Linked DNA regions of Mus musculus: regions 2 and 3 are each linked to region 1. The links are chromatin contacts, called in public promoter capture Hi-C maps. All regions are on one chromosome and are shown on one strand. Each heading gives the region's core, a stretch centred on a gene start, on an enhancer-like site or on the middle of the called end of the contact. The rest is flanking DNA. Distances are from core to core; before and after follow the strand shown.

Region 1 (3,139 bases), core at 605-3,104:
GAGGGCAGAGCAAGAGAGCAAGAGCGACATAAATGCTTCGAGAGAGCCCTTTTAGGGCTGGACAGATGGCTTACCTGTTAAAAGCAGACCAGAAAGAATTAGATTCCCACCACTTAGATTAGGTGGATCACAAGTGCCTGTGACTTCAGCCCACGGGGAGTGGCACGCGCACGCGCACACACAGACACACACACACACACACACACACACACACACACACACACACACGCACGCACACTCGCACGTGCACACACGCACACGGACGCACAGATTTAAAACTCACATATATACATGATTAGAGTTTGTATACTGTGGCCATTAATACCTGGCAGATAGTTGCTATTTGCTGAAGAAAAGAACTTGAATTGATGAAGGTGCAAAAAGTTAGGTAGAAGGTACTGTGTTTGCAAGGCAAAAAGGAGAGAATTGGATGAAGAGTGAGAAGCCAGGGAGAAGGCAAAGAATCACCAAAACCAGCTAAATCCTGAAAGAAGCTACAGTAGGCAGTGTCAGCTCCTGCAGAGGAGTGGAGCTAGCTGAGAAAGGATTCCAAAACACTGAGAAAATTTTCCATAAAGTTGGATAGTCTTCAACTGGGGTCTTATTTCAGAACAGGCAGCACTGTTGGAAGCTAGAGATTGGAGCGATTGAGGGGTAGGAAGATTGGTGATATAAAATATTTGGGGATTAGGTTTGGTGGTCACAACTTTAATCCCAGAGCAAGAGAGGTAGAAGGAGGCAGATCTCTGAGTTCAAGGACAGCCAGGGCTATGAAGAGGCAGCAAGTTGCATCTTTACCTGCCTAGCCTGAGAACCTGTATTCCATAGCAGTCTCTCTCTCTTTTTTTTTTTTTTTTTTTTTTTTTTTTTGTTTTGTTTTTCGAGACAGGGTTTCTCTGTGTAGCCCTGGCTGTCCTGGACCTCACTTTGTAGACCAGGCTGGCCTCGAACTCAGAAATCCGCCTGCCTCTGCCTCCCCAGTGCTGGGATTAAAGGCGTGCGCCACCACGCCCGGCCCCCATAGCAGTCTCTTAGCAGAAGGAGATAACTGACTCCTGTGGTTGTCTTCCAGCCCCCACAGGAGCACCTGGAATGCTCCCCCACCCCACCCCCCGTGTAATTTAAGATGTTTGGGGATGCAGAAAATATTTAAGTCAGACGAAGGTACCATCCCGGCACTGAAGGGTTTTTGATACGGGACAGATGAGTAAATGAAAGCAGTTGCTAAAGGCTCAGATCAGCGTTGCCAGCATGTAGTAGCCCAGATCTCCTAATCCCAGAATTGAAAGGAAAATCGGAAGTCATTAATAGTCATTACTACCCCTTCTGTTCGATTTTCTAGAAAATCATGTGCCTTGCTTAGGGAGATGGGGCAAAGGTATAAAGTAATACAGCCATTGTCCCAAGATATTCAAATAAAGTAGGACTGCGTGGCTGTATAACACAACGGATTTTAAAAAGTGGTTTCAAGTCAGTTCGGAGGTTATCTGGCCAAGTCAGCTTGGCTTCCTTGCTTGTAAAATCGAATATACCCTACTGATTTGTTGTGATTTGTTGTTTCTAGCTACTGACTTTCAACCATATGCCATATCTACAGGTTTTTCCTTTAAAAGTAAAGAAAGTTCTATGAATTCCGAGGACGATTACTTAAGGAGTCCCTCAACTTTAATCATGCACATAGCCCCCCAGGCAGGGCAAGCGGCGCGGCTGTGTATGCGCGCAGTCCTGAAGGGGTGGCCGGTGGCCGCTAGGGGGCGCCGCGAAATCGCAGCAGCTGTTCCTCCGGTCTGAGGAAGACTACTGTGCAAACCCAAGAACGGCGCAGGCTCCATACGCATGCGCGGTCTGTCCTTGACAGCCAACATGGCGCCGGTGGAGCACGTTGTGGCTGATGCCGGAGCTTTCTTGAGGGACGCGCCTCTGCAGGTACTGGGGATCCCGCCGCGGGGCCTGGGCTTGAGGCCCTCCAGGGATGCGTGTGGGGTCAGGCGAGCGGGATAACTGGGCCGGTCTGTCCCCAGGACATCGGGAAGAACATCTACACCATCCGGGAGGTGGTGCGAGAGATTCGCGACAAGGCCACGCGCAGGCGGCTGGCAGTGCTGCCCTACCAGCTTCGGTTCAAGGAGCCTCTCCCAGAGTACGTGCGGCTGGGTGAGTGAGTGCCCCGGCCCAGCCTTGTGGCAGACAGACCCGCCCCGATCGGTAGCAGGCAGCGTTTGTTTTAGAGACAGTCGGTTCAGCCTGGCTTTAATAGTGCCAGCCGTGCGCTCCACGGTGTATCACAGGCTTTAAGCTTTATCGTGAAAATAGTAATAATATCTGCCTCCCCTCCGCGAGGACTGAAGACCATGCGGATATACCTCTTGGAGAAGTGTCTAGCAAATTGGACACATGAGGTAAAGTTGTGTAGACTCCTAAGACTCAGTGCGAGAGCGCTCTACAAGTATACAGAAGGCTCTGGGTGAATTACAAATAGAGAACCTAGATCTGTGGTCCTGTGTGTAGGGTGATTATAGTTTCCAGTGGAGGCAACCTCAACTCAGAAAAAGGCATGCAGGCTGGGCGTGGTGGCGCACACCTTTAACTCCAGCACTTGGGAAGCAGAGGCAGGCGGATTTCTTCTGAGTTTGAGGCCAGCCTGGTCTACAGAGTGAGTTCCAGGACAGCAAGGGCTACACAGAGAAACCCTGTCTCGAAAATAACAAAAATAAATAAAGAAAGAAAAGAAAAAGGCACACGATATAGACAGTGGTGCAGTCTTCGTCCCGGGGAGATAGGTTTCAGGGTCATGGGTCCCAGGCCAGCCTGAGCTAGGTAGTGAGACTGTCATATTAAAAATAAAAGGGGATTGGGCCCAGTGTGATGTCACATGTTTTTAGTCCAAGCCCTCTGAAGTCAGAGGTTCCAAGCAAGCCAGGGCTATATATGTAGTGAGATCTCATCTCAAAAATAACAAATTTTAAAAAGGAAAGGGGATGTGTTTAGGGCTTGCATTAGTTCTGAAAAAAAAAAAAAATAGCTGCCTAGGGGTCATCGTCCTCTTCAGGAATCCAGGTTAGTAGGGAGTGGAGGCGTCACTGAGGCAGATGGTGGTCAGGGCTCTACCTGCTCTGCAGTGGTTTCTGTAGCTTTTCCC
Region 2 (3,154 bases), core at 542-3,041, 2.1 Mb after region 1:
TCCAGGGCAGGAAAATTTCTCAGAACCAGAATGCCTAGGGTTTCCAGGAGAATATCATCCCTTCAGTGTCCCCTTGCGTCCTCATTGCTGACAGGTTTCTGAGAAGCTGGACGTCTGGAGGAGAGGCCTTACTGACGTTTATTGAGGAGAGCTAACTGCAAGGGGAAGGGGAAACTGGGGGAAAGAGTCTAAGGATGGAACGGTGAGAGGAGAGCGGCGACAGGCAGCTCTTAGGAAGGCAAATCCCCTGAACTACCAACCAAGAAGGGAGACCCACAAGAGAGCAGGAAATGGGAGAGAACCCAGATTTGTGGAATTGGAGCCTAAGTCCCCGCACAATGCAAGACGCAAATCTGGAGACCTAGGGGCTTGGGGGCGGGTCCTCTGCGGGCCGCTAGCCTGGCGTGCGGGCGCGCGAACACACACACACACACACACACACACACACACACACACACACACACACACACACTCACCGATTTTGGCTAAGCTGGCCACCAGGATCCACAGGGCCACCAGGTAGGGCGCCTCCACCTCGTGCCACTGCCAGCGGAAGAGCGCCAAGCCTGGAGGAGGCTCACCCAACGGCCCGGACTCCTGGGTGGGTTCTTCTGTGGCCCCCGCCCCCGCCAGGGGCAACCCGGGCAGAAGAAGCAGTGCGGCGCTCAGCATCTTGCTGTCCTCCGGGCACTGCACGGCCGCCGGCCCCGCGTCGCTGCCGCCGCCGCCGCCGCCGCTGCCGCCGCCTACCCGGCGCCCCCGCGTCACAGGCACGTGGGGCTCACTCCCCCCAATCCGAGCTCCGATACCCCCAGGCCAGGTCCGGACCCCGAGACCCTGCCCAGGATCCTAGCAGTTAGGATCCCCTCCTCCATCTCTTCTAGGTTAATCTCATCTCCGGAAATTCCCCAGCATAACCCTCCTAACCCCTCGAGTCCTGAAACCCACTCTTTCGAGTGTGCTCTCCTAAACCGCCTCTCCTCCGGATTCAGAAAGGTGACCAGCCACCGCGTCCCGGAGCACCAAGAAGGACGGGGGTCTCGGGAAGCAGAGACAAGCGCAGCTACTGCAGAACACCGCCCAGCAGCGGGCCACCCGTCCCAGGTGCTCAGGCTGCGGGTCCCAGTGCTAAGCTGAGAAAACCGCAGGGGGCGGTGCGCTGCCGCCTTCCAGCACGATCTCCAAAACCTGGGACCCCCCTACCGGACCACAGCTGCGCACGCGCACTGGGCACACCCAGAAAGCCTAATGGACAACGGTGCTCTCAACGTACCCAGAAACCTCAAGGCCGGGACGGACCCGGCTCTTTCCAGGCTGAAAAGCTGGCTATTCCTCATCTCTCCAGAGCCCAGAGGCGCCGCCTTCCCTTTCCTTCAAACTACAGGGAACTGTTTGCCTATTCCATGGATCTGAGAGGACCTTATGGAATTCCCTTTAAATTAGGAACAACTTGGGGCATTTGACTCATCTCGCCCCAAACCGAAGAATGTCTCCACTTTTCATTCATCACCCAAGCCGAAAAAACATGTGCTACCTGCCTCCTCACAGTGACTCATCCCATTCTTTTTCGAGAAAGAGCACCCGTCCTCTTTTTTTTTGCCCCCACAGCTAAAGGGGACTGAATCCACCTCTTCTTTCAAATATAAAATCTATTTCCACTTCTTATTCCACATTGAAAGAGATTCTTCTTACTGCTTTCCCCAAATGAGAGAAATGCTTTCATTTGTCTTTCAAGCTAGCAATTAGTCCCATCTCGTCCCTTGAGAGTGGCCCAGCTACCCAGATTATCCGAAGAGATTTACCCCCCCCCCCCCATCTGCCCTAAAAATCCTTACAAAGATCCGCTGCAGCCTCGCCCATACCAAATCTAAAGAAAGTCTCCCCGCCCTCTGCTCTGAGGCGGAGCGGGAGCTCGGGTTTTCCCGCCCTCCTAGCAATGGAACTAACGGGATCACCAGCTCTCTGAGTGGCTGGCCCAAGCGCCGCCTCCGGCGGTGGTTAACCCCGAGCGCGCGCTCGCCGCTCAGTCTTGGCTCCACCCCCTTCCTTGGTCCTACCTTCATCTGGCTCCGCCCCTCGAGCCGCGAGCGTCCGGCCCAGCCTGGCCCGGCCCTAACAGCAAAGTTTAGTCGAGTTGAAGTTGCAGCATTTGCAGGGGACACAAGAGGCGTCCAGCGGTAGCCGGTGGCAGAGCCATGGCGGGCGAGGAAGAGCGCGGGGATGGGGACCCAGTATCCGTGGTAACTGTGAGAGTGCAGTACCTGGAAGACACCGACCCTTTCGCTTGTGCCAACTTCCCGGAACCACGCCGGGCCCCCACCTGCAGCCTGGACGGGGCTCTGCCCCTGAGTGCGCAGATCCCTGCTCTGCACCGACTCCTGGGGGCGCCTCTTAAGGTGAGGGGCGCTGCGGAGGTTGAGGTGGGCGGTGGACAGACAGTGCTTCTAGGAGAGAGATCGTCACGGGCGGGTGCTCGCCTCCAGAAAAGTCTCCGGCCGGGGTCCTAAGGTCTATGCTCCTCTGCCTACAGGGGGAGACTCAAGTTGAGGGGACAGTATAGAAGCCAAATGAGAGTTTGTGATTTGTTCCACTCGGGCTTCCCTTGAAAGTTAGGCCCTCCTGAAGAGGTGCTTGGAGTCCCCTCGCTGCCTCTTTGCCAGGGTTGCTGCTGTGGTTGTAGCGGATTGGGGAAGTGGAGTTGGGAAGGGACAGACTTCCACCTGCTCCAGGTAGTCGGGGGCGGGGCCCCAAAGAGGGGCGGGTTTAGGGAGCAATCATAGAAGGGATCGAGGCTACCGGCTGGGTTGGGTCCTTGGAATACAGTCTCTCCAGCGCTGTTGAAGACTGGAGTCCCAGCCAGGATGAGAGGAGTCCCTTGGAAGCGGCCGTGCGCTCATGGGAGGCTGCCCGGGTGGGAAAGCCCTTTGCGTCACCGCCCCCATGGTCCCTTAGGCCCGCCGCTGGTGGCCTACGCCTGGAAGGGAGGGGGTGGATCAGTCTAATTTTAAACCGCTGGCCTACCCTAGTTGCCGACGTTCCTAGGCCGACTTTGCTCAGTTAGAGAGGCATTTTTCCGTATGTCCAGCAGGACCACCCCTCCCCTCCTGCTGGCCTCCCCTCCACCTCCCCGCAGGCATCCCTTTCCGGCTTGCTT
Region 3 (2,916 bases), core at 91-2,590, 2.8 Mb before region 1:
GAAAATTTACTACAATGAGCTCATCTGTCTTGATCCACGCTGTGCTTACTGGGAACCGCAGCTACATTTAGACCTCCAATACATTCTATTTTGGGGGGAAAAAAAAAGTCTACTTTTAGTCATTAACTTCACATACTAATTAGTGGCTGTGGTTAAGCTGTGAAATCTTACCGAAATTAAGTGGATAATTGCCTTCACTTGCAAACAACTAAAAGGATTCAAACGCTCCAAGGTTCCTGACTGTACTTGAGCCTTGCTGCCAACTCATTCTTAATATTACCGCCCCCTTATCCATTCCACTCCAGCCACACAAGCCTGCTGTTCACTGAAGACCCAGGCCACACCACGTTGGAACACTTTGCTCAATACTAAGAGGCAAGCTCTACCTGGGCTTTACTCCCCCAAGTATCTATCTAGCTAATCCCCTCAGCTCCTCCTGGTATTTGCTGGAAGGCACTTTACTCTGTGAAGCCTATCCTAACACACTTATTTTGAAATTGCATCTCGGGCTCCCCATGGCCCTTACCTCACTTTCTCCCACGGCATTCATGTTTATCACTTATTTCTTTTCCCCTGTGTTCTGTTTGTGACTTGTCGTTCTCAACTTCCTCAAACCAGAATGTAAGCTCCGCACTTCTGCAGGACAGTTATCTTTTATTTTGCTCACTTACATGCCACCCCAAAAGGTTCCAACAGTGGCTGGTGGGCACTTAAGTACACTAACATTAACTGGATAAATGGACGAATATTACACTTAGCCCAAAAGACAAAGCTCTGAACAGAATAATGCATTTCAATTTCACCCTAGCATTTCAATGTACGACTTAAAAACAAAAAAAATTTCAATTAAATGCATAAAATTTTTTTTCAACTAAATGCATGCCGTTTCCAAAGTGCATGTGAGGCTGATGAGTATCAACTGTATTATTTTGCAGGCTCCAAGTGGAAGACAGGAAGCTTCCTGTCCAAAGCCACAAGGAAATGATTATAAAATTTGTAAGTCCAACACCAAAGCCTTTAAGTTCTCAACAGCTGTCAGGTCTAAGTGAGCATAGGGAGTGTTAGCAATGGTCCCGCCAACTTTTCCTAGGAAATAAAAACACTGGGGCATGTGCAGTGCTCACACTGGGTCCTGGGACAGCCACCTCTCAAACACTCATTTGAGCAGCCCCGCCCCTTGCCCGCAGCGAACCGTCCGGGAACTGTCACTCACCGAGAAGCCGGGTCCGCATTCCTTCAGCCCACGCCCACCAGAGCCCCTCGAGCAGGAGCAGAGTAGCACCGCACACGCGGTCCTCACTCTAACGAGCCACCTGCCACTTCCGCTCCCGGGAACAGCTTCCGGGGGTGGCGTCTCCTCTGCGTACTTGGCAACCGGGTCGCGGACAAAGAGGAGGGAGCGCCTGGAAGACCGCCCGGACCTGCGCACGCGCAACTGGAGCCAGATCCTCCTCCAGACCACGCCCCCACCGGCTGCGAGGCTCTGACAGCCACACTGCACAGGCGCCTTCCGGGAGGCCTATCGTCACGCGCATCGACGTCACTCGGGAGGGTGGCAACTCCTGGAGCTGAGCTCTGGTGCGGAGAAACTTGTCCGTCTCAGCGGGTCGCCATGGCAACGGAACTGGGCTTTGGTACCCGAAGGTTTACCCTGGATAGATAGATGCTAGTTCCTAGGAGAGACTGCATTAAAATTGAAGCTCAATGGATAACTTGAGTGCAAAACCAAATTAAAGAAACGGAAGTATCATCACTTGGTGTGTTTACATATTAATAAACCAAGGAAAAAGAAAACCACCCGGTGTAGTGCCACAAGCCTTTGATCCCAGCTCTCATGAGCCAGAGGGAAACAGATCTCTGAGTTCTAAGTCACTCTGGTCTACATAGAGAGTTCCATGTCAGCCAGGGATACCAGAGGATGGACTCTCAGGCCTGGGACTCTCTAGTTAGGTTAGACTGTCCAGCTAGTCACTGGTATCCACCTGTCTCCACCTCCCCAGCTGTGGGGTAGCCACAGCTGCTGTGCGTTTATAAGTGTAACAGCCATCCTTTTTAGAGGAAAGCGCTTCACAGCACTTCCCTCATCCTCTCGCTCTCCCACTCTTTTCACCCACTCTTCTGCACTCCCCTTCCCTGAGCAGGTGTTATGTAGATGGCCTGTCTATGGCTGAGCTGTCAGTCACTTCTCAGAACTTTGACAGAGATGAGGGAAGAGCACCGTATTCAGAAGGCAGTTTGGCAACTTGACCATTTAGAGAAAAAAAAAAAAATCAGTGGACTCTCCCTTAGAGCCCACGATTTGTTAGTTATGGGTTTGGGCCATAACTAATACAAGGCATGAATTCCTCTTGTGGAGCAGGCAAATACCTACTGAATATTTTAGAAAAGCTCCCTTAAGTTCCTTCCTAGTCTTCCACCCTCAAGAAGCAGCTATCACTGTATTTCCCATCACCCTAATTTAGATGATCTGGTCTAGAATTTCACATAATTCAATCATTACACTTTGACTCTTCTCAGCCTCTCCCTGTTCAATTTATTATTTAAAATGTTTTCATCTGTATTGTCTTGTGTCTTTAAAATTTATATTGCAAGGGGTTTGTCATTCTGTGGGTTGACTTTAATCAGTTCTTCTACTGAAGGCTGACTGTTTAGTTTCTAGACTGGTGATATTACGAATGGACCTGTTTGGGGACTTTCTAATATGTTGTTGTAAGCATATGTTTTCATTATTCTTGTGTGACTTAGATGTGGAGGAACTGAGTCATCCAGCAGGCATAGCGACCAAGAGGAGAGAATAATCGCAGCTGCTGTGTGTGTAACTTCTTAAATCTTCCCCAGAGTTCTGAGTGTGTGTAACTTCTTAAGACTTCCCCAGATTTCTGAAGTGTTCCACCGTTTTGTAGTCCTACCCATAAT

What was found. Promoter capture Hi-C pulls out the DNA fragments that hold promoters and counts their contacts.
Region 2: a contact with region 1 is called in a promoter capture Hi-C map of liver, with 2.7 times the contacts expected there. The contact joins the promoter of Slc9a5 here to the promoter of Nob1 in region 1. A contact is called at or near these places in 3 of 39 promoter capture datasets (hippocampal neurons, liver and pre-B cells).
Region 3: a promoter capture Hi-C map of pre-B cells shows a contact between it and region 1, with 4 times the contacts expected there. The contact joins the promoter of Cmtr2 here to the promoter of Nob1 in region 1. A contact is called at or near these places in 1 of 39 promoter capture datasets (pre-B cells) and 1 of 115 datasets of contacts at active chromatin or transcription factors (astrocytes).

What each region holds. Positions count from the first base shown.
Region 1 is chr8:107,423,753-107,426,891 of GRCm38.p6, reverse strand. Nob1 (NIN1/RPN12 binding protein 1 homolog) reads left to right here and starts at 1,854. Exons shown (of 9, transcript NM_026277.3): 1 at 1,854-1,926; 2 at 2,022-2,154. The coding sequence starts at 1,864.
Region 2 is chr8:105,346,895-105,350,048 of GRCm38.p6, reverse strand. It overlaps Slc9a5 (solute carrier family 9 (sodium/hydrogen exchanger), member 5), which reads right to left and starts at 1,791. Exons shown (of 16, transcript NM_001081332.1): 1 at 477-1,791. The coding sequence starts at 672. It overlaps Fhod1 (formin homology 2 domain containing 1), which reads left to right and starts at 2,079. Exons shown (of 22, transcript NM_177699.4): 1 at 2,079-2,396. The coding sequence starts at 2,196. It overlaps Gm46049 (a long non-coding RNA gene), which reads right to left. Exons shown (of 4, transcript XR_003947441.1): 4 at 2,393-2,974.
Region 3 is chr8:110,216,384-110,219,299 of GRCm38.p6, reverse strand. It overlaps Cmtr2 (cap methyltransferase 2), which reads right to left and starts at 1,340. Exons shown (of 2, transcript NM_146215.4): 1 at 1,214-1,340.